Regions from separate parts of the Mus musculus genome. Here all the other regions are linked to region 2. A link is a contact called in public Hi-C, HiChIP or PLAC-seq and promoter capture Hi-C data. All regions are on one chromosome and are shown on one strand. Each heading gives the region's core, a stretch centred on a gene start, on an enhancer-like site or on the middle of the called end of the contact. The rest is flanking DNA. Distances are from core to core; before and after follow the strand shown.

Region 1 (5,838 bases), core at 2,962-5,461, 460 kb before region 2:
TAGAAAGTTGTTCAGTTTCCACCTGTATGTAGGCTTTCTGTTGTTTTTGCTGTTAATGAAGATCAGACTTAGGCCATGGTGACCTGATAGGATGCATGGGATTATTTTAACCTTCTTTTATCTGTTGAGGGGTTTTGTGACCAATTATATGGTCAATTTTAGAGAAGGTACCATGAGGTGCTGATAGGAAGGTGTATTTTTTTGTTTTAGCATATTATGTTCTGTTGATAACTGTTAAATCCATTTAGTTCATAACCTCTAGTAGTTTCACTGTGTCTCTGTTTAGTTTATGTTTCAATGACCTGCCTGTTGGTGAGAGTGAGGTGTTGAAGTCTCCTACTATTATTGTGTGAGGGTTCAGATGTGTGTTTTGAGCTTTAGTAAAGTTTCTTTTATGAATGTGAGTGCCCTTGCATTTGGGGCATAGATGTTCAGAACTGAGTCTTTTTCGTGTATTTTCCCTTTGATGAATATGAAGTGTCCTTCCTCATCACGCTTGATAACTTTTGATTGAAAGTCTATTTTATTGGATATTGGGATGGCAAATTCAGCTTGTTTCTTGGGACTATTTGCTTGGAAAATCTTTTTCCATCCTTTTACTCTTAGATAGTGTCTGCCTTTGTTATTGATGTGTGTTTCTTGTATGTAGCAAAATGCTGGATCTTGTTTGCTTATCCAGTCTGTTAGCTTATGTCTTTTTATAGTTGAGTTGAGTCCACTAATATTGAAAGATATTAAAGACAAATGACTCTTGGTTCCTGTTATATTTGCTTTTGTAGGTAGCTTTATGTGCTTGTGGTTCTCTCCTTTTGGATTTATTGTGAGATGCTTAATATCTTGTCTTTTCTTTGGTGTAGGTAACTTCTTTGTGTTGGAGTTTTCCTTCTAGGATTCTCTGTAGGGCTGGATTGGTAGACAGATGCTGTTTGAATTTGGTTTTGTCCTGGGATATTTTGGGTTGTCCATCTATATTGATTGAGAGTTTTGCTGGGTATAGTATCCTGGGCTGGCATTTGAGTTCTCTTAGAGTCTGCATAACCTGTGACCAGGCTCTTCCAGCTTTCATAGTCTCTGTTGAGAAGTCTGCTGTTCTTCTGATAAGTCTACCTTTGTATGTTACTTGGCCCTTTTCCATAGCAGTTTTTAATATTCATTCTTTGTTCTGTGCAGTTAATGTTTTGATTATTATGTGTCAAGAGGATTTTCCTTTCTGGTCCCACTTATTTGGTGTTCTATAGGCTTCTTGTACCTTTATGGCCATCCCTTTCTTTAGGTTGGGGAAGTTTTCTTCAATGATTTTGTTGAAGACATTTTCAGGTTCTTTGAGCTGGGAATCTTCATTCTACTCAATTCCAATTATTCTTAAGTTTGGTCTTTTCATTGTGTCCTGAATTTTTTGGATGTTTTGAGTTAGGAGTTTTTAATATTTTGAATTTTCTATGACAGTTGTGTCAATCTCTTTTATGGTATCTTCCACACCCAAGATTCTCTCTTCTATCTCTTGTATTCTGTTTGTGATACTTACATCTGTAATTCCTGACCTCTTTCCTAGGTTTTTCATTTCTATGTTTGCTTACATTTGTGTTTTCTTTATTTTTATTGATTCTACTTCCACTTTTAGGTCTTGGACCCCTTTATGCAATTCCTTCACTTGTTTGATTGTGTTTTCCTGTATTTCTTTAAGGAATTTGTTTCCTCTTTAAGGGCTTCTACCTATTTACCTGTGTTTTCCTGTATTTCTTTCAGTGAGTTATTTATATCCACCTTAAAGGACTCCATTATCTTCATGAGATAGGGTTTTAGGTCAGCTTCCTGATTTTCAGATGTGTTGATATATTCAGGGCTTGCTGTGGTGACAGAATTGGGTTCTGATGATGCCCACATATATTGGCTTCCACAGGTTATGATCTTGAACTTACCTCTTGACATCTAGTTATTCCTGGTGTTTGCTGGTCTGGGTGACTCTGTCTAGAGTCTGCCTCTTCTGTCCCTAGGTTGCTTTAGGACTCCTGGTAGGCCTGTGGCCCTGGCTGTAGCAGACCTCCTGTGGTGCCCTCCAACTAGGGGGTCTTCAAAGGGGTATAGAAGCTGTTGTTTTGATGCCCTGACTGCAGTAGATCTCCTGGGAAGCCTTCAGACTGTTGGGTCTTCAGAGGAGCAGTCAAGCTGTTGTCCTGTGTGAAGCTGTTAGGTGGGGTGGGGGGCTATGGATTGTGGTTTCTGTTTCTGTGTGTGCAGCAGAAATCCAGGGAGGCTTTGTGTCTGTTGGGTCAGTTGCCCTGCATGCCACAGAGCCTCCAGGAGGTCTTCAGACTGTGGTGTAGGTTGCCAAGTTGCCCTGTGTAGAGAGAAACTCCTGGGATGCCTTCAAGCTATGGTGTCTTCAAGGGAACAAGCAAGCTGGCAATCAGTTGCTCAGTTGCCCTGTGGGCATTGGATCTCCTGGAATGCCTCAGATTGTGGTATCTTCAGGGGAGCAGACTAGCTAGCAATCTGTACCAGCAGAAAGGGCTGGGAAAAGTGGAGTGGTATTTGGTGAGCAGGGGTTTTGGGGGTTAATGGATTCCTGAATCCACTAGGCTCCCAGCAGCTGCTGTGGGACTTCAGGAGGGTTCCTACCAAATGCTCTGTGTGCAGTGGATCTTCTGTGATATCTCAGGATATGGTGTCTTCTGGAGAGCAGCACCACTTTTATTATTGGGGAAAAGAGTCAGGCAACTCTCTGCTCTCTGTTCACAAAGTCTTCTTCTTCATTGATACATATAAAAAGGCCATCAAGGAGGTATAGATAACCAGGGTGTTTAGGGTAGGAATATGATTTTTGAGTCCTTCAACTTGAATTACCAGTTGTCTCTGGCCCTCTATACATTTTGTACATTTTTATACATGTCTGGCACATTAAGGATTCCTTCTTGCCAGCTCTCTCATGGAAGAGCAGCAAGCCAGCCATATGGAAGGAAACTAAAAAATTATTCGGGTTGAAATAAAGGAAGACTGTTTCTTCTCTTGTCTCTAAGCCACATAACTCTATCCTGTCACTCTAGTCACTACAGTTAGAAGATGCTGGGAGAAGTTCTTCATGGGAGCACACAACAGCCACCCAGTTTCTAAAGAACCTTGCTTAGCCATATCTGCAAATCATTAAACATTGAATTTTTGTGCTGAATTTTATTTTTGACAAGAAAGTGTTGGAATCTCCAGTGCTGAAGTGTCAGCTCTGGGGCTTTGTCACTTGTGAGCCTGTGACTGTCTGGCTGGAATGTGGGATCCCACCAAAGTGCCTTCCCAGAGAAGTGCAAATTAGAGCCAGACATGAGCCTTTGGGCTCTTTGTATTTCCAAAGATGGTTTGAGTTTGTCCTTGGACTCCAAATGGCTTTTTGGTTTCAAACTAAACTTATTTTAGGTCTTCAATGTCCATTCCTCCTGTCTAACACTATTTTCTAGATTATTTTGGTCTGACCCGCCCCCACCAAAGGTCAAGAATGTCTATCTTTGGACCTATCCATTTGAATAGTGCCCTCATGGGCACAGACTATACACAAACTTAGTCTTTCTCATAGAATACATGGGTGAAAAGGGCAGCTTTGCTCCCTCCAGGGTTAATTTGGGAGGATGCATAAATCACTCAGCTCTGCAAGAAATGTGCTAACGTTCTAAAACTCCCTAGCTAGCCCTATCATTTTAACTACTAAAAACAACCTCAACCACCCCTTGAGAGATGTGGATACTTGACTAAATGGCAATGAATGAAGCAGCCCTTGTGTGTCTGGTGTCTGGTGTCTGGTGAGCTTATCTAGAAAGATATGATCCTCCATTTGGAAAACACCCATCCGCAATGGAGGGAGAAATAAAAATAAAGGGCCTCTTATAAAATTATTACCTTGTCATTTAAGTCAACAGCAGCGATGCCATGATAGAAACCAGCAGTTGTACCACACGGTTTTATCACTCTAATTACATCAAGAACACAGTAACTGTCTGGCAGAGATAAGATTAAAGAAGGCAGAGCCTTTCTGAAATTTCCAATAGACAGCACCTGGATTTATGGACTGGATTTGTGTTTGGACATTAAGTTCAATTACTTTACTTCAGCACTGAAGAGTTCTGTCGCCAGAGAAATATCACGTAGCTGGTCCCTCATCTTTGCAGCCCTGCTCACCTCCCACCCTGCAGACATTGATCTGTCGACACCAGGCGGGTCGCACTGTCCAGCATAGAAGCTGTCTGTTTTCTTTCCTCCTCTACCCACTCCCTTTTTTTTTAATCTCCCCAGAGTCTGAGAGACACAGACCTCTTTGCTTGCTGAGCAGTGTGGGATCTACAAGGAACACAGTCACAGAATGTCAGTAGTAAAGGGGTCATTTAAAGTCATCTAATCTGGCTCTTTCTCTCTACAATGGTGGCAACTGGGCTGAATGATCGACTGTCCAAGGGTTTACCACTAGGACATAAAGCAGAGCCAAGTATTCCAACCCCCTGAGAGAATATAAACCCACTTCCACCTCATACTAAACCCGTGTCTCCCTTTGCTGAGTGCACATGCATCTGTTTTTAAAGAATAGGTATGTAAAATACATGGGATTTTTTTTAACTTCCTTCTCCTATACTCTTACCCATTTCAGGGCAGATTTCTGTGTTTCCTTTTTCCCCTTTTACTTTCTTGAAATGAAGAAGGGAAGATAACATATGAGGGCTACAATTGATGCTTTCGCCCTCCTTTATAAAGCTGGAAAGAGCAAAATCAGTTTGGGGACTTTCCATGTGGCTCTCTGTAGGGCTCTCAACCTCTCTATACAACTGAATTACCAAAAGAGTTATTTTTCCTTATATTATTATTATTATTATTATTATTATTATTATTATTATTATTAAAGATAACTCAATTGTATCTCTAGAATTTTCTTAAAACAGAGGTTCTTGGTCTCCTGCTTGGCCTAATCATCAGAATCCATAGCACTAGAATTAGTATTAAACTTGATTCTAATAGAACTCTTACTGGCTAACTTAGCATTGAGTAACAGACACATCTTGGAAACTGAAGTTTAAGATAAAGAAGGCAGAAGTTTTCCACAGGAAATAAATGGAAGGAAAACAAAATCCCAAGACTGGGAAGATAATTCAGTTGGTAACGTATTTGCTTCACTTGCATGAGAGCCTGGGTTTGATCCCAAGGATACACACATAAAACCCAGGCACACTGGCATGTGCTGGCAATCACTGCTGTGAATAGGAAGTAACACGTAATTCCCTGGAGCTCACTGGATAGCCAGAGTAGCTGGGGATGTCCAAACCACTGAGAGACACAACCTCGAGAAACAAGGTGGATAGTGTTTGAGCAACCACACTTGAAGTTGTCCTCTGAGCCTCCACACATATGTACATATGAATTCACATACTCCCTGTCCCATATACAAGGACCTCGGTGGGTGTAAATGTACATATACATGTGCTCATATACATATATGTGCTCATATACATACACATGTTCTCATATATATGCATATGCATCCTTAAAACATGCCCAACTCTAGCTCAAGCACCTCATTGTGTTCTGGAAAGTTATTTAGCCTCTCTTAGACTTGGTTACTGTCTATTAAAACTGGTCTTTTTTATGTACTTGCAATTATTACATAATGCATTTATGCTTCATATCTGTGCAAAGCCCACATGCAATGTATGCTCAACATCTGGCAACAGTATGCATGCAGAATGCCATAGATCTTAAGCTCACACCACACAGCTGTTCCCTGGCTTCCTCTTTTATACTAACCGCCCACACCCTTTGGTCACCTTTGTGTGGACACTGAACTGTAAGAGCTCTCATCTCTCTGAGCCT
Region 2 (5,900 bases), core at 1,054-3,553:
GGAGCAAGAGGCCAACTGTGTCCCCTCCTCCCACCAATGTCTCCGGGGAACAACTAATCCTACTCCCCCCCCCCCATAGAACCGCTTCCCCAAACCTCATTTTGAGAGGTGTGACACCTCTTCGTGACCATAAAGAGCCTATCTGATTGTGACCAATCCTGCCTCCCTGAGGGTTCCCAGGGACATACACATCCTTAGAGCAGAGAACAAGGCAGACACAGCTCACTGGCTCCCAAACTCTCCAGCCCTTGGCACATCCAATCACCTGAAAATCTCCATGCCCAACTCCAGAGCACAGGCCACTAAGCTCTTTGCAGCCATCCCTACAATCCAGGGGCCAAGCTTCCCTGAAACATATTCCTCCAGACCTTGCTCCTGGACAGACACTGGCCTCCAAGTGGGTAGAGGCTTCTCCTTTGCTCTCTTCTCCCCTCCCCTTACCCCTTTGCTGTCTATCTGGACATCCTTGACCATCCTGGAGGTAGTAAGGAATGAAAGGCAGAGCTAAGATATGGGTCAGGATTGTCTCCAGGAGTCGGGGACATCTTCTGGGGCTGTTCATCTCCCTCAAAGTGTAAGCTGCAAGAACACAAGCTGGTCTCTCTTATACCAAGAGAACTGGTGGGCTTTGGAGAGAGCCTGACTCCAATTCCTTCAGGCTTTGTAGTCCTGAGGCAATGGTTGGAGCAAAGAGGGGAGGGGGTGGACACTGAGAGGGCAGTAGCCACAGCACACTGGGTCCCTTCTTGCTCTAGTCCGTCCCCAAGGCAAAGAGCTACCCTAAACGTCTCCCTCAGAGCCTGGCCACCGTCCTAGTCAGTCCTGGGGCTCCCAAGGGATGAGAGCACGGGGCAAAAACCAATGAGCTGCCCTCCGAGCATCCAAGAGCTATCCACACCCTTCTCCTTCCTGGGGCAGAGAGGTCAGAGGGGTGGTGGTCACCTGGCTGAAGAATGAAGAATGAAAGAAAGGCTATGCAGGCTCCTGGCCCTGACTCTTCCTTTCACTCCTTCACAGGCCTCTGGCCCCATCCCTACCAAAGAAACACAACAAGAAAAGAGCAGGCCACTACACAGGGTCCCACTCAGCCGGGGCAAACCAGCCAAACGCCACGCAGAGTTCAATTTTTGAGAGAAAGGGGGTGGGGGGAAGGAACCGCAGAATTGTGAAAGAAATTTCCTTCCCAAAACCCAGGTCGTCCTCTCTCTCCTGCCTCCAGCAACCTGACTCAGAATTACCCTGGGCAGTTATGGAAGCCCAAGCCAGGAAAGGGTCTGTAGGCGCCCAGATGCAGATGAGGGTGGGAAAGGGGGGGATGTCTCGGAAATGCCCAAAATGGGGTTGGAGAAGGCGGCGGGAGGTGGGGGGGAGGAAAAGCAAAGAGGTAGGCGTCCATGACGGCCAGAACACGTCCGAAGTCTCCTCGGGAGAAGCCAGCTTCCAACTTGTTTACTTATTGGCATGTTTTGCTCTCTCCAAAGGGAAACAGTTTTTTTTTTAAAAAATCCCGATTGGTTCTCAAGCAGTCCCTATCTGTCACCTTCCCTCCAAGGCTAGGCTAAGCTTTGCCTCTGCCGCCGCTATCTGCCACCGCCTGTCAGGGAAACGAGACGCCTCTACTTTATTCCACTTGAGCGTGGCCAAACTGTTGCTATTTAGTGGGGGGCATAGAACCCAATTCGCACCCTCGAAACGAGCAGGCAGAGGGTGGGGGCGGGGACAGGAGCTGGGCCCGGGTGCACTCCGCCCGGAAGGGTCCTCTCCAGGGAGAGGTACCCACCAGCATCATCAAATCACGCCTGGCTAGGGCTGGAGTCACCTGAAACACGCAGCCCTACAGCATCTCCCGAGCCAGGGCGAGCCTGATGCGCACCCGGCGGGCTGCGAACAGAGGCGAGCTGGGGAGCGCAGGGCCAGTTCCCGGGCCGCGGGCGGGCAAGACGGAGACGCGAAGCTGGGGCGGGGGTGGGGGGCGGGCTGGGTAGCGGCCGCCTGACTTACATGGAAGTGATATTCCTTGAGATGTCCGTAATGTTGATGCTGGCGTTCCCATTGCTGTTCCCTGAATCCTGCCCTTCCAGGAGAGGGAAGAGGTTCCCATCGTCCGGCCGCCGGCAATTGATCTCAGTCTTGCTGCAGACACAATTTGCAGGGCAAGCCAGCACGGAGCCCACATAGTCCAGCCAGACGCTTCCCAGCAAGAAAATCCGCCAGAAACTACACTTGGCTGGGCAAAGAGAGACATCCATCTCCGATCGCTGCTTCTAAAAAAGAGGAGGAGGAGGAGAGGAGAGGGGGGTGGGGTGGGGGGAGTGGGGAGAGCAGGGGGGGAAGGAAACAAAGACAGCGAGGGAGGGGGGAAGGGGGAGGGGGGCCTCTGCCTTTGAAACGCCGAACGATCAGATGCAAAATCCTTCAGCGTCGGAAACCATCGCGGCCGCCGCCGCCACCGGGTGGGAGCCGCGGGGAGCGCCTAGTGGCGCGGTCTGCCGGGCATGGTGGCCGGCTCGGCGCTCGCCGGCTTGCGGGGTCCAGAAGCTCTGGAAACGAGGCGCGCTCTCCGACTCCGAGACTTTGCAGGGTTGTAACAACAGACGGTGGGAAGGCAAAAATAATAATAAAAAAAGAAAAAAAGATGGTGCTAAAGTCACCAAGTCCCACCTCCTAGGCAGAATTAAAACGGACACACCTGCAAAACACACTCGCACACACTCACATACACACGCGCGGAGCTGGAGGAAGGAGGAGAAGGAAGATGCAGTCAGAGCTGCAGCAGTCGCGGCGAATGGCTCGCTACGCGCCTGCAGAAATGTACAAGTGCTCCGAGCCTTACGAAACGCACGGGTTATCGGAGCGTCTTCCTCGGTTCCCTCCCTCCCTCCTCCCCTCCCTCCTCGCGGCCTCCTCCCCCCCCCCCGCCCCCCGCCCGGGCTGGGAGAGGCAGGAGAGCGGAATCTCCCCCTCCCTCCCCTCCCCACACCCCTCTCTCTCCCCGCCCGTCCTCTCCCTCCTGCTTCCCCACCCACCCACCCACTCGCCGGCTCTCGGCTCTCGCCGGTACCGCCACCCGCAGCCGCGCCGCTGCCCGCCCGCTCCACGCCCGCGCCCGCTCGCTGCAGCCGAGGGGAAAACGAGACGGAAAGGAAAAGTTGCAGTTGGGATTCCGAGGGTCGGCGTTGGGGAGGGAGAGTTGGCAAGCTGACTGAGCAACACGAAAGGCGTTCTCCCTTCCACTTTTTGGCCCTCGTGCTGCCCGGTTTTGCTGCAATCTCCTCCGCAGGAGGAAGCGAAATGAGCGTGGCCCAGGTGACCCGGGATGCTCCCCAGCCTGAGTGAGGGTCTCGGGCTCACGGACAGTGACGGGAATCAGGAGCGCACAGGAACCCGAGCGAGGCAGCCAGGGACGCCGGCCGCAGACGTGCAGACCTAGATCTGAATGACACTCATTTGGGTAATCAAGAGTCCCGGGAGCTGGGCTCAGCTTGGGAGGGGACTGCGTGGCATGGCACACTGAGTGCCCCTGAGCCTATTGCTCCTTCTTGGCGGTGCGTTATGGGTTCCGCCTTGGACAAACAGGGACCAGAGAAGGAGAGAAAGAGGGAAGGAGCGCCTGCAGGACTGCGCTGGAGAACCGAGGTGGCCCAGGGCGAGCGATTCATGCGAAAGAAGCGGCCAGGAAATTGAGATGCGAAGGGCATTTTTTGGCAAGCACCACGCCAGCACCGTCGGAGGCCAGCTTCTTGGGCTCAGCCCTCGGGTGCGCCGAGCTGGCAGCCTGGTGAGGGGGTGGGCGGACTGCTCTCTCCGGATGATTTGGGGGGCACAGAACCTCCTCTTTCCCTCCCCCACAAACACCCCTTCCTGGTAGGGGCTCAAAACAGGTGCAGCCTTCGAGGCAAGTTTAGACCTGATGGGGAGAGAAGTATAGCCCCCGCTTTTTGCCTTGATAGGATTGTTTTAAAAATAAAATGCAAATGTAAATATGCCAAATGCGAGCTATTTCCTGAGAAAGCCTGAGATTTTGCTGTGGGAAAGGAGAAGAAAGGGTTAGGGGAATCCGAGCAGGCAGACACACTACAGCATTCACACGCAGAAGAAAGCAGCGCTCTCCTCCCCGAGCTTGGGTGAGGGCAGGCAAGGAAGCAAAATACATTGAATTCAACAGCATCCAGGATCTGAAAGGATTCTCCCCCGCCCCCCTGTGGATTCCAATGCAGGTCATGCAACTTGCAGGCAAGATGGGGGGAAGGGGTATTGCGGTGCCACCAGCCTGCCCCTAGTGCCACCGACAGACAGACCCGATGGCTTGCAGTAACACTTTTTGCTGGGAGTAAACTTGGGTGAAAGGAGGAAAAGAAAAGAGCATGCCTATAAAAGGCATTTTCCCCGACTTCTCATTACACTCTGCCTTCCTTTTGCCCCAGTGAGACTTTTACACCCTGTCGCCATGATGGCCTTGTCCCCAGAATGGCATTTTGCCCTCCCGCCAGCAGGAGGGGACAGAGTGGAGACAGCCTTAGACTCTCAAACCAGAACCTACTGGCTTCAGGCCAGTCCCTGATGTCCTTGTCCATTGGGAATCTCCCTGACACTTCAAGTGCCATCCTGAGTGACTTTAGGGTTCTCTGAGAGGCAGGGAGAGTAAGGTGTAGCCAGGACACTGGAACTTGGCCTCTCTTGAGAGATAGCAGAGGAGAAATAGGAAGCATTTCCCAGACTACCCCAGGGAGACAGAATAGCTGACTGCCTGAGGGGATTTAGTAGAGCTCCAACAAGGAGAAAGCATAGTTGTGTCTTAAAGGGTGCCCCGCCCATTTTTAAGGACAAGGACGATTTTTATTACTGCCTGCAAAGAAAGGATGCTATCCATAAGTCGGGTTTCAAAGCAAAACTTTGGAAACCTCTTCAGAGAGTGAAAATTCAGGCTGTGAAGCAAGGGACTCTGATTGGACAAAAGGTCTTTCATTCTTGACCGTGGATAGGATGAAGGTAAGGTGCTAGGAGCTCTGAGCCCACTTAGAAAGTAAAGCTTAAAAATGAAGAAGGCTCTTTTTTTTTAATGCAAGTGGAAAGAGCAGAGTTCTACTTATGACCATGAACAAATAGACTTACACTCTGGGCCTCAGCTTTCAAATCCATGAAATGACCACATGGAACCAGGTCTTTGCTCTCCTTTAACTGATGACATCCACAGTCCCTGCCAGCTTGTAATAGATAATACAACTCCTTGGACCTCATCAGAGACTTCCCAAACCAAACATTTTAAGAAGTTCCCCTAGGTGATTGACAGGCATGGGGTGGGGGCAGCTTCAGAGCCCCTACAGCTCGAATCATCTCTGGTTCTCCACAAGCCTTGGATGAAGGGACTCATTAGAAAGGAACAGGGATTCCATGTAGGTTCCCAGAAGCATCCAGTTAGAATAAATGAGTGTCTTGGGTGCCTGCAAAAACAGAACTTTGGGGCTGGCAAGATGGCTGTCATCAATAAAGTATTGATCACACAAGCATGAAGACTCGGCACCCATGTTTTTAAAAAATGGATTTATTTAGCAGTGTGCACTGCTGGGGGTAGAGACAAGAAGATCTCTGGTGTTAGGTATTAGCTGGCCAGCAAGATTCGGTGAGAGACCCTGTCTCAAAAAATAGGGCAAGGAAAACACCAGACATCAACTTCTGGACTCCACATACACCCACATACATGTGCATAAACATGAACACACACACAGAAAGAGAGAGAGAGAGGAGATCTTTAAACTTCCACTATCAGTGAAACGCCTACAGGCCACAGAAAAGCAGTCAAAGTAAGCCAGAAATGGGTAAGGGGCTAGGACAGAGTCCCTGGGACAGACACTCTCCTCTCAGTCAACAGGTACCCAGGGCATTCAAACCATGCTGTCATC
Region 3 (5,590 bases), core at 2,745-5,244, 390 kb before region 2:
AATGTAAGTAGAATGGGTTTCTGCGTGGTGTGTTATCAAATACCAGGAATGGTGATGTTGAGAAACTCAGATGCTACTGTCAATATAGTTTAATGTAGGGAAAAGCAGATCATCAAGCTTTATAAGATAACAGTTTGGGATCTTTCTCAATAGTTCTGAGGCCAGTCCACCTCTACAGTTCTCATCCAGGAGAAACATAAGGTGCCAAGAGAATCCCAAACTGAAACTGATTTGCTGATTCCAGGGGGACTTCTCTTGAACTATGACCATCCAATGGATAGAAAGAGTACATGATATGGCTAGAGCTGAAAGGGAAGTTTTCCTTGTGGTTCAAGCAATCCCAAAATAGGTTCTGAAGTCCAAACTGGTGTTTTAAGAATGATGCCCAAGCTTGAAGTTAACCCTTCCAGCCCTATTAAGTATTGGTTGAAACAATTTATTTGGTACAAAGTAAGGTGAATCTTGAAAAAAAAATAAAATCATAGTGAAGGACTACATGCCACAAGATCTGAGCTCAAGCTGACATTTTTTGCTCTAAGGTAAACACCTTGTATATTTTAGCAAGCTGCTGCCCATCCAATGCAGACACTAGACACGACAGAGATGCTTGATGGTAACTAGCAGGACTGTTGAAATGTGAGTCCATTGACTGATCATCCACAAATATTTTATGCTCCCTACTAAGCAAAGTATTGCAAAGATTAAAAGTCTCGGGTGAGTGTAGAGATGATACTGTTGTTGTTTGGTTCAGAAAAGGGAAGCAGATATGCCATGAGACTATTCTTGAATGTAAACGAGCTCAGGAAAAGCAAGTACATCAACAAAATCTCTTGGTTTCTGACCCAGGGTTCAGATTACTACTGACCCTGCATGGGAGGTGGGCGGGACTATCTCCATATGGCAGACCAGCTTCTGCCAATGTGGACATGTGAAGTGGGGAAGATGACTAGAAGAGAAGGATGGTTTCTCTTGAAGAATACAAATGTTAATGTCTTGACTTGCGTGCTTGGATCTAGTGTCCCTCACACATACCAGGCACTAATTATGCTTAGGTTTTGTCAACAGTAACCTTTCTTCCTTTCCCTCCCTATTTTTCACTTCATCTCTCATTTCTAGCAAACAAGCTTAGAATAAAGAAGTAGATGGGACTCAAATTTAGCCTTTCAAATGGAAATGGACCCTAAGGATGCAACTATTCTAATGTCATATATCTTGTGTGGGAAAACTGATAATCTAAGAGATGCTGATTTAGCCCAAATCCCATGAGTATCCAAGCACTAAGGCAGGGTTTCTCAGTGGCCTTTCTGATGTATGCTGTGTTCTTCCAGTACAGTTGGTTCACTCTCGCTTCTGTATTGAAACTCTTCTGTGAGGATTGGCTTCTGTAGTATTTAGCACCAGAAGTACTGCACTAGTGTGTCACCAGAGATGAACAGCACAGTTCAGTTAAAACCCAGAAAAATGGAGGATCTTCATCTCCAAGGAAAAGTTTTCTCTGAGAATAACTTGTGCATGATCTGCTGAGTGGAGGAAGCCCAAAATCCTTTGTGTGTTGACTAGAGAAGGCTTAGTTACCCAGACAACCACTCACACTTCAGAGATGTATCAGAAAGGACCATCAAGTTCACATTCAAAGCAAATAACTAAGAGGATCCTTGTCCATGACACCCTGTTATATAGTGGACATTCAAGTCACTCTTTGTCACTTCAGGGTGGGTCCAGGTGACAGTAACAGGGCACAGAGTTAAGCATGGGGTGTCTGGAAAATTCATGAGCATTCGTAATAGGGTTGACTTTAAGCTAAGTACCAAGTTAATGTAGCATGCTTTTGGAAGGTGTCGATGTGTTTATGTAGAAAGGAGGATGGAACAGTTGGCAGAGGCTCCATGGGCTGATGGGATGTTAATTCTTGACTCACCGGAGCATATTAGATTCTTTAAAAAATAAATAAATAAATAAATACATAAATAAACTACTGATAACAATTTTCCAGTCTAGGAGAAAGCTGGGGTAGAAAATGAGACAAAATGCTCCCCCACCCTGGCCTAAAATAGTCTGAGACACTTTAGACCTTTCACATGTTGTGACAAATGTGAAGAAGAGGATCAATGCACTGTAACCAATCCCACCCTAAGTACAGTATGTCCTCACAGACCACTGCTTTCAACCCACGTGAGGCCAAAGGAGGCTTTCCTAGGTATTCCAGAGTGATCCTCAGAAAACAAGTGATAGGGTGACCCCATGCTGATAGAAGCTGAGAACTCAGATCTAGAATAGAATGAGGACACATAAGGAAAACAGGACACAGTGAAGAGAGTGGCAAGGAGTGAGACACCCTGCACACCCCTGAGCACTAGAATACACTTCACTATCCAAAGCCTGTTCTCCATTCCTTACCCTCCAAAGCACCTCAGACCCTTTCTCTCCACCTTCCAAGGTTCACATATAAAGTCCACTCTACACAGAGAGGATGCCAGGAGAGTAAGAAGGTTGGGCCCATTCTGCACTCCTCCTATCTCCACTGCCCTCTCTCTCCTTCTATTACTCAGGCAGCTAATAATGGAGGACACAGAGAGAAGGTAACCCTGATGCCAATGCGGATGTTCATGGAACTAACAAAGGACACCTGAGCAAGTTCAGTCTTGTCTTTTCTCCTAACTGTCCCACTAGGGCTATAAATGCCTTCAGTTATCCACTTCTTTCGAAACCAGAAAGCCTTAAGAGACTGTTTTGGGAAAGGTTAGATCTTGGAACATCACTTTTAACTGGACAACAGATTCCCCACAGGCCCCTCTAGGCCCCTGCCTGAATGCTTCCCCTCTAGTTATCCAGCTTTTCAGATTAAAACCTGAATGGAAACTTCCACCCAGCAGACACCTCTCTAGTAGAGGCTGAAAGCCTCAGGTGGTGGACCAATTCAAGAAGTAATAAGAGGAGTAATTACCATAGGATAGCAAAGGGTGCTTTTGAAGAAGGGACCAATCCAAAGAGCTTTCCCCTACTCAGGGGCCAGATATCTAGTACAGTAAGAAGTTCCACTCTGAAATCCCAGTTAGCCCAGCACCCTCCCCAGTCCAGCTGAGCAGCCTGCTGATCCCTGAATCCCAACCATGGCTACAATCGGAGCACAGCTCTTTTCTATTGAATAAAAACATGTGTTGGTCTTTAAAAAAATAAAGTAAATCCACAACCACATAATCCAGTTCTAAACAGGCCACAGAGTTGCTCAAACTTCAGCTGCCTTCACTGGTCAGGGTGTCCAGGCTGTAGACTTCCTGCAGCTGGCAAGGAGAGGGGTTAGTCAGCAGCTCCTGGGAGCTTCTGATAGAAAACAGTCAGTCTGTTAGGTAGCTCTGTGCTTGGGATGAGGTGGAGAGACAGGTACCCTAGGGAGAGCACAACCCTCTTTCCCCAGCAAGACCTGTCTGTGCAGCCAAGCTCTTGGCTCCCTGGAGCGGTTCATTGTTGTGTGTGAGAGCTTCACTTTTGCAGTCCTCCAGTGCACAGTGGGGAAGGCAGTGATTCCCCTGGCGCTGGGACCCAGGGGACTGGTCCCAGTCGAGACGCTTCATTCTCTCTCATTCCGGGTCAGAGCTTGGTCCTCATTAAGATGCCAAGCCTGCGGCACAGGCCACTCGTTGGACATCTTCCAGAGAAGCCGCAGCCCCTCCCCCGACACCCAGCCCACAAAGCGATTTCTCAGTCTCTGCCTTTTCACAACAGCTCAAAGGCAGATGCATCAATCCTTCCAAGGGCTGAAAACGTGAGGAGAATGGCAAGGGCTCAGCACAGGTGCCAAGTAGATTCTTCTCTGCTGGCTTTTGCCAGTGCCAGTGCCTGGCTCCTTGAAATGCACGTGCCTTGGGTTCTCACCTGGATTTCTTCCCTGTCAGTGCGGTTTACCCAGGATTTGATAGAACCTCAGTATAGGGGCGAAGCAAGATAAGAAATACAACCCAAGGGAGATGCCTAATTAGGACCTGGGAGGAACTAAGTCTCTTGCTATCAGAGCCCTGAAGCCTGCTGTGTCCACATTAGCGGATGGCAGCAGAGAAGGTGGATACTAAACCTCCAAGCTCCCCAAGGGCCTGAAAACGAAAGGACAGGCCAAGAGTCCTCCCAGAGATGGGAAGATGAGCGGCAGTGCCTTGGTAGGATTAGACTTCGGCTGTACTTACTTTCTAGGTTCTTTAATCCACCAAGTCCAGTTCTTCAAGTTCAGAGGATGAAACTCTTCAAACCTAGTAAGGATCGTGAGCGAGATTTACATCTGGAAAGGTGGGGTTTGCTCTCCCCGGAGTCCTCTGCCCTTTCTTGTTCGGTGGTTACTCGACCATGGATGGCTTTGTGTGGTCTGGTGTTGGTATTTGTTCAGTATTTACCCGTAGGTGTCATCATTGATTTCCAAAAAGCATCAGGACTATATACTTTATAGAATGGACAAATTAGAAAATTGTCCCAAAGAGGCGGAAAGGGGGAAGAGTAGAGGCAAAGGTAAAGGCAAACCAGAGATGATTCCGAAGGGCTTGGACTTCAGAATTGTTTCATTGCCAGACACCTTCAATGGGTCACGCTTGCGCACTGAAGATCGTGCGCCACCCCGCCTCTTCCCAGCCTCTCTCTCTGCTGGGTCAAGACTAAGATCTCCGAAAAGCCAGACCTGAAAAAAGCACGGGCCACAGCTTAAGTCAAGGGAATTTCATTTGTGTTAATAATAATACTTAATTTTTTCTCAGTTATTAATGTCTTACTGTTTTCTGTATCAGCAGCTTCTCTGTGTATTAGAGAAGGTAATTCTCTGTAGATATAGATAGATAGATAGTTATATATATATATAAATATATATGTCAAACTGCCTTACAGGGTTTCTTTCTTTTGTTTTTTCTTTTTGTTTGTTTGGTTTTTTTTGTTTTCTTTTGTTTTGTTTTGTTTAAATTCAGTGTTGTATGTGTAGCAGGCACTTGAGTTTATATGAAGATGTTCGTTTCCGTCAAAAATGGAAGAAAGGAGTTGAGATGAGGAAAAAGAGGAAAGGAAGCAGGGAGAGAGGAGGCAACAGAGTATAAATGCTTGGCCACCAGTCACCACTAGCCAAGAATGTCCAGGTAGATCGGGGTGGCCTTCCCCAAAGCATGGAGGATTTTGTAGATCTCCTTAATATTCAGCCGCTGCTGTGGTTCCCTCTGCCAGCACCCCAGCATGACATCATACACTTCTTTAGGGCAGACTCTGGGTCTCTCCAAGACACGGCCTTGGGTGATGCATTCAATGACCTGAAAGAGCAAGAATGAAAGACGTTATATCCAGAAGTTTATTCAAAGCCCATCCTTGGTCCTGGGACTTCTGCCTAGCCCAAGATGTGAGCTTTTCTCATAGAACAGCTTCAGCCCAGGCAGAACACACACAGGCAGAAGTCTGGTTAGAGAATAGCCTTGGTTTTCTTCTCCACCTGAGCAGGGGGTACAGAGGTGATGAGCAGTGTAGGGTGGATCTTACTTACTGCTGCTCTTCGTGCTGGACCTGCTGGGCCAGGGCACACGGACCCTGAATCCACATAGCCATCCTTCCCATTTGCTTCAAAGTTCTGCAA
Region 4 (5,966 bases), core at 2,788-5,287, 480 kb after region 2:
GCTCCTCGAGAAAGCAGTTAAGAATCCAGCAGCCTTAAGCTGTGAAGAGAGGCACAGAGAGCTCTAACGATAACCCGTACACCTCACTAAGGACACCTGTCCTGTAGACACTGGGACAGATGGCATTGCTCCAAAGAGCCAAACTGGACTACTTGCCTACACTGAGAACCTGGACAGATACATGCATGGAATTCTCAGTGGCTCAGACCCACACTTAGCAAGGCAGAAGCAAGTATTCCATGGTGACACTGTTCCGTGCCCTGGGAGATTGCTTGTATTCTAAGGGTCAATGAAGAACACAGGAGAGCCACCAACAGTGGCCTCCAGCAATCTTTATCTCCATGACACTATTGCCTACACTAGTTCAGGGATGGCCTTTGGGACCAATCCAATAACAGTGGCAGTGACATGTGTGACTCCCAAATCTAAAAAGGAACCACAAGTATTCCATTCCTGTCTGGCCTCTACCTCGTTCACCATGGTGGGAGTCAGCCACCGTGCCATGAGGACACTCAGCAACTACAAAAAGGAGACCCCTATGGAGAAGAGCTGTGGCTGCTAACCAACAGCCAGCCCCAACCTGCCAATTGCATGAGCCAGCCACCTAAGCTGTGGATCCCCGAGGCTCGGGAAAGCCATCAGCTCACTGCATTTGTACTGGCATCCAAGTGTAACCTCATGAGACAATCCAAGCCAGAAGTGCCCATCTGAGTTTCTCCCAAATTCCTGCCTGTAGAAACCACAGGCAATGGGGAATGGTTACTGCTGTTTTAAGCCACTAAATATGGGACAGGTTTGTTACACCACCATAACAACTGGAATATAGAGCTGTGCGGTCGTGGGAGGGCTGCCTCCAGGGTCCCACTCTAGGCTTCGGCCCTAGGTGCTATCCCGGGTAGAGCAGAACCCTGGTGCAGTATGCCGGTGAGCTTCATTAAAAGGTCCGCTATTGAGAGCAATAGCATCAAGGTTCTCTGGAGAGGTAAGCTGTATGAGGGTAATCAACAGCAAAGATGAAGTCCCACCCATCCGTCATACCAGGACAAGCTAGGGAAGGCACAGAGTCACAGTGGAACAGGTGGAAAAGTGGCAGGCTCAGCCTCAGTGAGACTATCAGAAAGATCCAAAGATTTAAGTTGCATGAACTAAAAGCACAGGATTCAAAGCAAGTCAAAGGAGATGAGCCCACCCCCCTTCTCCCCTGTGGTTTGTTGTAACCTAAACAAGACTGAATTCAACAAGCTTGAGTTCCATTTTAAGTCACTCTTTCATGGGCAGTGCAGACTCACTTAGTGAAGATTTCCATGAGCCAGGCAAGGGCTACTGGTTGAGACAAACGAGAAAGGATGGAAAGAAGCATGGATGCCCAGCCCAAAAGAAGGAGCTGGTGAGGGAGAAAATGATAGACTTATTTAAATATGGAGGGTGGAAATGGACCCATGGAGAGACTTACCATGTACAAGAGGGTCAAGGGACGCTGACAGAGGGTGGAAATGGACCCACTTTGTTCCTGATTTCACCCTGAGACAGGAGCAAAGGCGGCTACAATAACCTGAGAGCATCCTAAATACTAGAAACCACGGGAAAGGGGTGCATGGCCTCTGAAGGTCAAACCCACGGGTAAGTCTGAGCAGAGTGTGCTGCCGGTCTGTGGGGCTGTCATGGAAACAGTTAGCATGCTATCGAAGGGGATGTCTCCTGTGTACTGTCAGAGCCCTTCACCACAGAGTGCCTCCTTCGATGGTTCTGTGAGTGCATGGATGGCTGAGTGACATCAGCACAATATCGATGCTCCAGCTAGTGTGCGAAATGCCTCGGGGAACCTTGGGAAAGTGAAGATTCTGCGTCAACAGCTTTGGGATGGGCCTGGGACTCTGGGTTTCTCCCAAGCTCCCAGCTGGCGTGACAGTCTGTGGACCACATGTTGCAAAGAGAGGTCAGAACTCACCAGTGACAGCAGGTGGAATCAGGAGGCTTGTCAAAGACACCAAGTGACTGCAAACTAGTTTAGAAATTAGAAAGTATTCTAGCAGAGAACAGATGAACAGAACCAGGAAGGCTGCCCAAGGAATGTGACTCCTGAACAGGATGGGACAAGTGTCTATGTGTCACTCAGGGCTCTCTGAAGTTGTGACTTTAGTTCTCAGAATCGAGTCTTCAAAGTGTATGGACATTAGCCTGGGCTGTGTGCATCCTCCAGAAGGCAGTGTGGTGTCATATCCATCTGTCCCTACAGCCCTTCACTGCCTGGGTGACTTAGAATCTCAATGTTTTAGTGGGTACCTGGGGGTCCGTGGGGTCACGAGGCATCAGGCATATACAAAATGGCTGCTGTCTGTTCGTTAAAACTACTCGATGATCAGTAACCATCTGTTTCCTTATTTACAAAGATGAATTACCTATTGAATATTTGTCTTTGACTTGAATTGCTCTTCATCAATCCAAGGCCCTCCGGGATATACGTCAAATATGATGCCACTTTGCAGACAAGGACAGTCCGTGGTCACCCAGAGCGTGACTTGAGAAATGCTTTAGACTTTAAGAGACTAGTGTTTCCTAAGAAAATGTTTTTTAGTTTAATTTTTTAACAAAGAGATTGATGTTTCTAGAAAATAACTCATAAGATTCCACTCTATTCTTCTAAAAAGCAAACACACTAGCCTCTGAGCAGCGCTGACTACCATTGAAATGTGCTGACTGTGACCCAGAGCAGCCAATATACAGGTGGGAAAGAAGGCAGGCCACCCAACAGAACACCTGAGCCACAGCCCACCCTGGGCTTCACCCCCTGTACAAGAAAGAAACAGTCAAAGAATGCTCTGGGCCAGGGCCAGTCCCAAAGACCACTAGCCAGTGAGGTATGCACACAATTCCAGCATAGTCAACCTGGGGAAACTGAGGCACATCACTTCTGACCTCTCATCAAGAAAAAACTTGGTCGGTTCTCTCTGTAGTCTGCAAAGAACCCACTTCTTGCCCAGTGAGAGATTCGGGAGATTTCCACTGCACTGCCTGAGGCCACTGTGCTTTAATGAGAAGAACACCCGCTTCCTCTCAAGGCCAGCAGCGGTCTGAATCCCCAGCCCCCAAACACACTGCAGCTTGCCCAGCTAGCTGCTCCTGTGAGGGGTGACCTTGACTTGAAGTTAGCCCCAACTTGCTGGACAACTCCACCACTTTCTGAGCCCCATGGTATATGTGAGCATTGTTGGGAGGTGAGAGGTAGTGTTGTAATATTTAACTTATTGGACTCGTTAGAGAAATTAAAATCACTGTATGCTGCAACTAGCTTATAGAAGGGATCCAAAGACTCTTAGATTTTTCTTTTTCCGGGAAACAAATTTATTAAAGAGTGTTGTAGAGGCCAGGCCGTAGCGAATTCCTGCTTGAGATGTCCTTGGTCTATGTTGCGTTTTGAAGACACCCCTCCCCGCGCCCTCAGCCTTGTGCCTTGTGCCTCTGTAGCTGCCTCATCTCCTCTCTCCGCCCTTGCGTCTCGGGGTACCCCACCCCCAAAACTTTCCAACAGTGTTCTATGAAGATTCTTTCAAATCGCATTCCCAGAGTAGGGGGTCGTCCTGTGCGATGGCATCTTTCTGGGTATCAGCTGCAAATCGCATCCCGATACCAGGGAAACACCCCGACCCCAACCCCAGCACCGGACTGCTACCCTGACAGCAGGAGCCGGGTGCCTTCGGCACTCTGCGGGCGCAGCCCTCCGGGGCCGCCTGGACTGCGGAGCTGCCGACCGCAATGCAGACGCGGGCCCTCCAGTGCTGCCCGCACAGCTTTCCTCCGCGGCCCCAGGAGCTGCGGGGTCCGCGCTCCTCTCGTGCCCTGCGCGCCCGGAGCCTTCCCCAGCTGAGCGCGGTCCCCAGCCCGGGTCCTGCGCGCTCCGGACGTTTCTGCCTTCCCCTCCCCCCGCAGATTGGCCCCGGGGGTGGGGTTTCCCTGTGCGCTCGCCCCCACCCCTCGTGTGTGCCCTCCCCTCCCCCGCCCGCCCCTATGTATGTGTCACCGCGCACCATTCCCGCCCACCTACCTCCCCGCGGTGCCAGAGGGGCTCACAGAGCTGAGGACGCGTGCGGAACGGCTCAAGGTCCCTCACTCTCTCTCCGCATCCTCGCCGGCTAGCATCTGACGCAGGTGCCGAGGGAGTTCGGGCACCTTTCTGTGTCCCTTCCCTTCATCGACCCTGCTCCGAAACCTAGTCAGCCAGCCACCACTGCGGCCACCGCCCGAGGGGACTTGCGGAGAAGACGCCGGCGGGAGAAGGGGTTCGCAGGGCCCCCCCCCCCCCGCGCAGAGCATCCCTGCTGCAGCGCAGCAAGACCCGGGGCTGGCAGCCCCCAGGAATCCCTAGCTGCTTCGCAGGGATAAAGGACTGAAGTTCTTGGAGGAGCGAGTCCAACTCTTCAAGGTAAAGAAAAGGCTCCTTCTCTCCAGGGGAGCTCTGTCCCAGGGCATCTGGGAATGCTGCTGAGGACAGGCGCCTAGGTGCTGGGGGTGGCGTGCCTTGGTGCCCACATTGGGTATGTGTGTTGAGACTCTCACGACCTCCGCTGCATGCACACGGAAGTTGAGCAAACTCAACTGCTGCCCGGACTCAAAGTGAATGGGAACACGTGGAGGGGCTCCAGCTCTGAGTACACAGAATTAAGAAAGACCAGAGATTTTTCAAGTTTAAGGTATGGGGGCGCTAAACTGAAGTGTAGAGCGAGTAGCAGTTTTAAAGCCAAGGAAATGTGGGTTCAAATCCCACTCCCCCCCCCAACGCGCCCCCCCCCCCTGTCCTCTGGGTGCCCCATAAGGCTTTCATCTTCTCTTGGGAAGGCCAATTGACCAGAGAATCAACAAAGTTACATGAACAGCTGATCAGATAGGCGGCAGATACCTGAGAAAGGATGAGAAAACTCGTGGGTCCCATTGGGTTTATGGCAGGGATCTCAGGATACTCAAAGCGGTAGGAAAGAGGAGGAAAGATATCAGCTGAGTCTGGGACAGGGCTACTGCTCCCAGGGGAGATCGGGCGTTTGTCGAGGTGGAAAGAAGACATGGGGATGCAGGACGGTCCCGAAGTTTTTCCATTTCTGCGCTTTTCTGCAACCCTTCCAATACCAGGGCTGGGTGGGAGGGTGACAGCGTGTCAGTAAGCTGTGGGTGTGGAGGGCTGTCTGCTTCAGGAAGAAGAATCCCGCCCAAATTATTCGGACTTGCTGCTGCCCGCAATCCGGAGCTAGGCTCTGGAGCGGGCATTCACTAGTCTCACTATAGAGCATCTCAGGTCCCAGAGGTTTGGTGGGCATGTTAATTCCAGTTCTGTGGGGTGGGGAGTGTCAGTGGGAGGCAACGGGAAGATCTTCTGTGAGGTAGCTTGCCTTGGTGCTTCTGCCTCTGGGTGTTGCAGTGGGCTGGTGTCTAGACCCTGAAAAGCACCTATGGCATCTCCCCTAGGGAAGGGAATCTACAACAATGCAATGACTTTTTACAGGTCATTGATTTAGGGACAGAGTCAGAATTAGGGTCTAGATTTTTGAGGCTGAAGTCAGCTCCTCTGCCGATTTAAGGGAAGAGAAGTCACCGCCTTAATCCTCTCTCTTCCTTGCCTCTGGTTACCATGACAAGGAGTCGTCTAGTTGCCTATTTGTCCTGGCAAGGCTAGTTGGGGGTGGGGGGCGCTCTCAGTCACCAAGCCTAAGGAGATTCTACTCACCTAAAGAAAACATTACAGAATAAGCAACCCCTCCTGCCCCATTTAAAACATCTTAGATGAGGGAATTATCAAAGAGGAGGAAAAATCTGTCTTAGAAATGCTGGAATTCCTGAAGTCCTGTTGAATTTAAATATAACTATGAGGTGTTTCTAGAGCCAAGACTGGTTTGTTCATTCGTTGTGTGCTTTCTCCAGAGTACTACTCAGAGGAGGCCAGACTCTGGGCTCCGTGGTGCCTCAACAGCCACCCAGTA

Evidence for each region. Promoter capture Hi-C pulls out the DNA fragments that hold promoters and counts their contacts. Hi-C and Micro-C count contacts between places; a contact is called where the count stands out from the background. HiChIP or PLAC-seq counts read pairs in DNA pulled down with a chosen protein or histone mark.
Region 1: a contact with region 2 is called in a Hi-C map of the N1E-115 cell line, with 5 times the contacts expected there. The contact joins the enhancer-like site here to the promoter of Ntrk3 in region 2. A contact is called at or near these places in 3 of 39 promoter capture datasets (cranial neural crest, hippocampal neurons and stem cell-derived epiblast-like cells), 1 of 484 Hi-C or Micro-C datasets (the N1E-115 cell line), 4 of 115 datasets of contacts at active chromatin or transcription factors (embryonic forebrain, embryonic hindbrain, forebrain and 1 more) and 2 of 9 other capture datasets (adipose tissue and embryonic stem cells).
Region 3: a contact with region 2 is called in an H3K4me3 HiChIP or PLAC-seq map of embryonic forebrain, with 5 times the contacts expected there. The contact joins the enhancer-like site here to the promoter of Ntrk3 in region 2. A contact is called at or near these places in 1 of 39 promoter capture datasets (embryonic stem cells), 4 of 484 Hi-C or Micro-C datasets (cerebellum, cortical neurons and nephron progenitors), 5 of 115 datasets of contacts at active chromatin or transcription factors (embryonic forebrain, embryonic hindbrain, embryonic midbrain and 2 more) and 2 of 9 other capture datasets (embryonic stem cells and pancreatic islet).
Region 4: a promoter capture Hi-C map of embryonic stem cells shows a contact between it and region 2. The contact joins the promoter of Acan here to the promoter of Ntrk3 in region 2. A contact is called at or near these places in 2 of 39 promoter capture datasets (both in embryonic stem cells), 3 of 484 Hi-C or Micro-C datasets (all in embryonic stem cells) and 1 of 115 datasets of contacts at active chromatin or transcription factors (embryonic stem cells).

What each region holds. Positions count from the first base shown.
Region 1 is chr7:78,117,085-78,122,922 of GRCm38.p6, forward strand. No RefSeq gene overlaps it. Among named protein-coding and RNA genes, the nearest start is that of Gm39038, 450 kb to the right of the region's middle. Within about 2 kb of position 4,212, at least 6 of the 459 cell types and tissues checked have an H3K27ac peak or open chromatin away from gene starts, as enhancers often do. A contact at or near this core is called in the N1E-115 cell line, where this site is marked.
Region 2 is chr7:78,575,535-78,581,434 of GRCm38.p6, forward strand. It overlaps Ntrk3 (neurotrophic tyrosine kinase, receptor, type 3), which reads right to left and starts at 2,304. Exons shown (of 17, transcript NM_008746.5): 1 at 2,002-2,304. The coding sequence starts at 2,249. E430016F16Rik (RIKEN cDNA E430016F16 gene) reads right to left here. Exons shown (of 11, transcript NR_015542.2): 11 at 5,532-5,900.
Region 3 is chr7:78,187,472-78,193,061 of GRCm38.p6, forward strand. Ntrk3 (neurotrophic tyrosine kinase, receptor, type 3) reads right to left here. Exons shown (of 17, transcript NM_008746.5): 17 at 4,643-5,273. The coding sequence ends at 5,088. Among named protein-coding and RNA genes, the nearest start is that of Gm39038, 380 kb to the right of the region's middle. Within about 2 kb of position 3,995, at least 51 of the 459 cell types and tissues checked have an H3K27ac peak or open chromatin away from gene starts, as enhancers often do. A contact at or near this core is called in cortical neurons, embryonic forebrain and forebrain, where this site is marked.
Region 4 is chr7:79,049,189-79,055,154 of GRCm38.p6, forward strand. Acan (aggrecan) reads left to right here and starts at 4,038. Exons shown (of 18, transcript NM_001361500.1): 1 at 4,038-4,420. It overlaps Gm26633 (predicted gene, 26633), which reads right to left and starts at 4,135. Exons shown (of 3, transcript NR_132432.1): 1 at 4,043-4,135.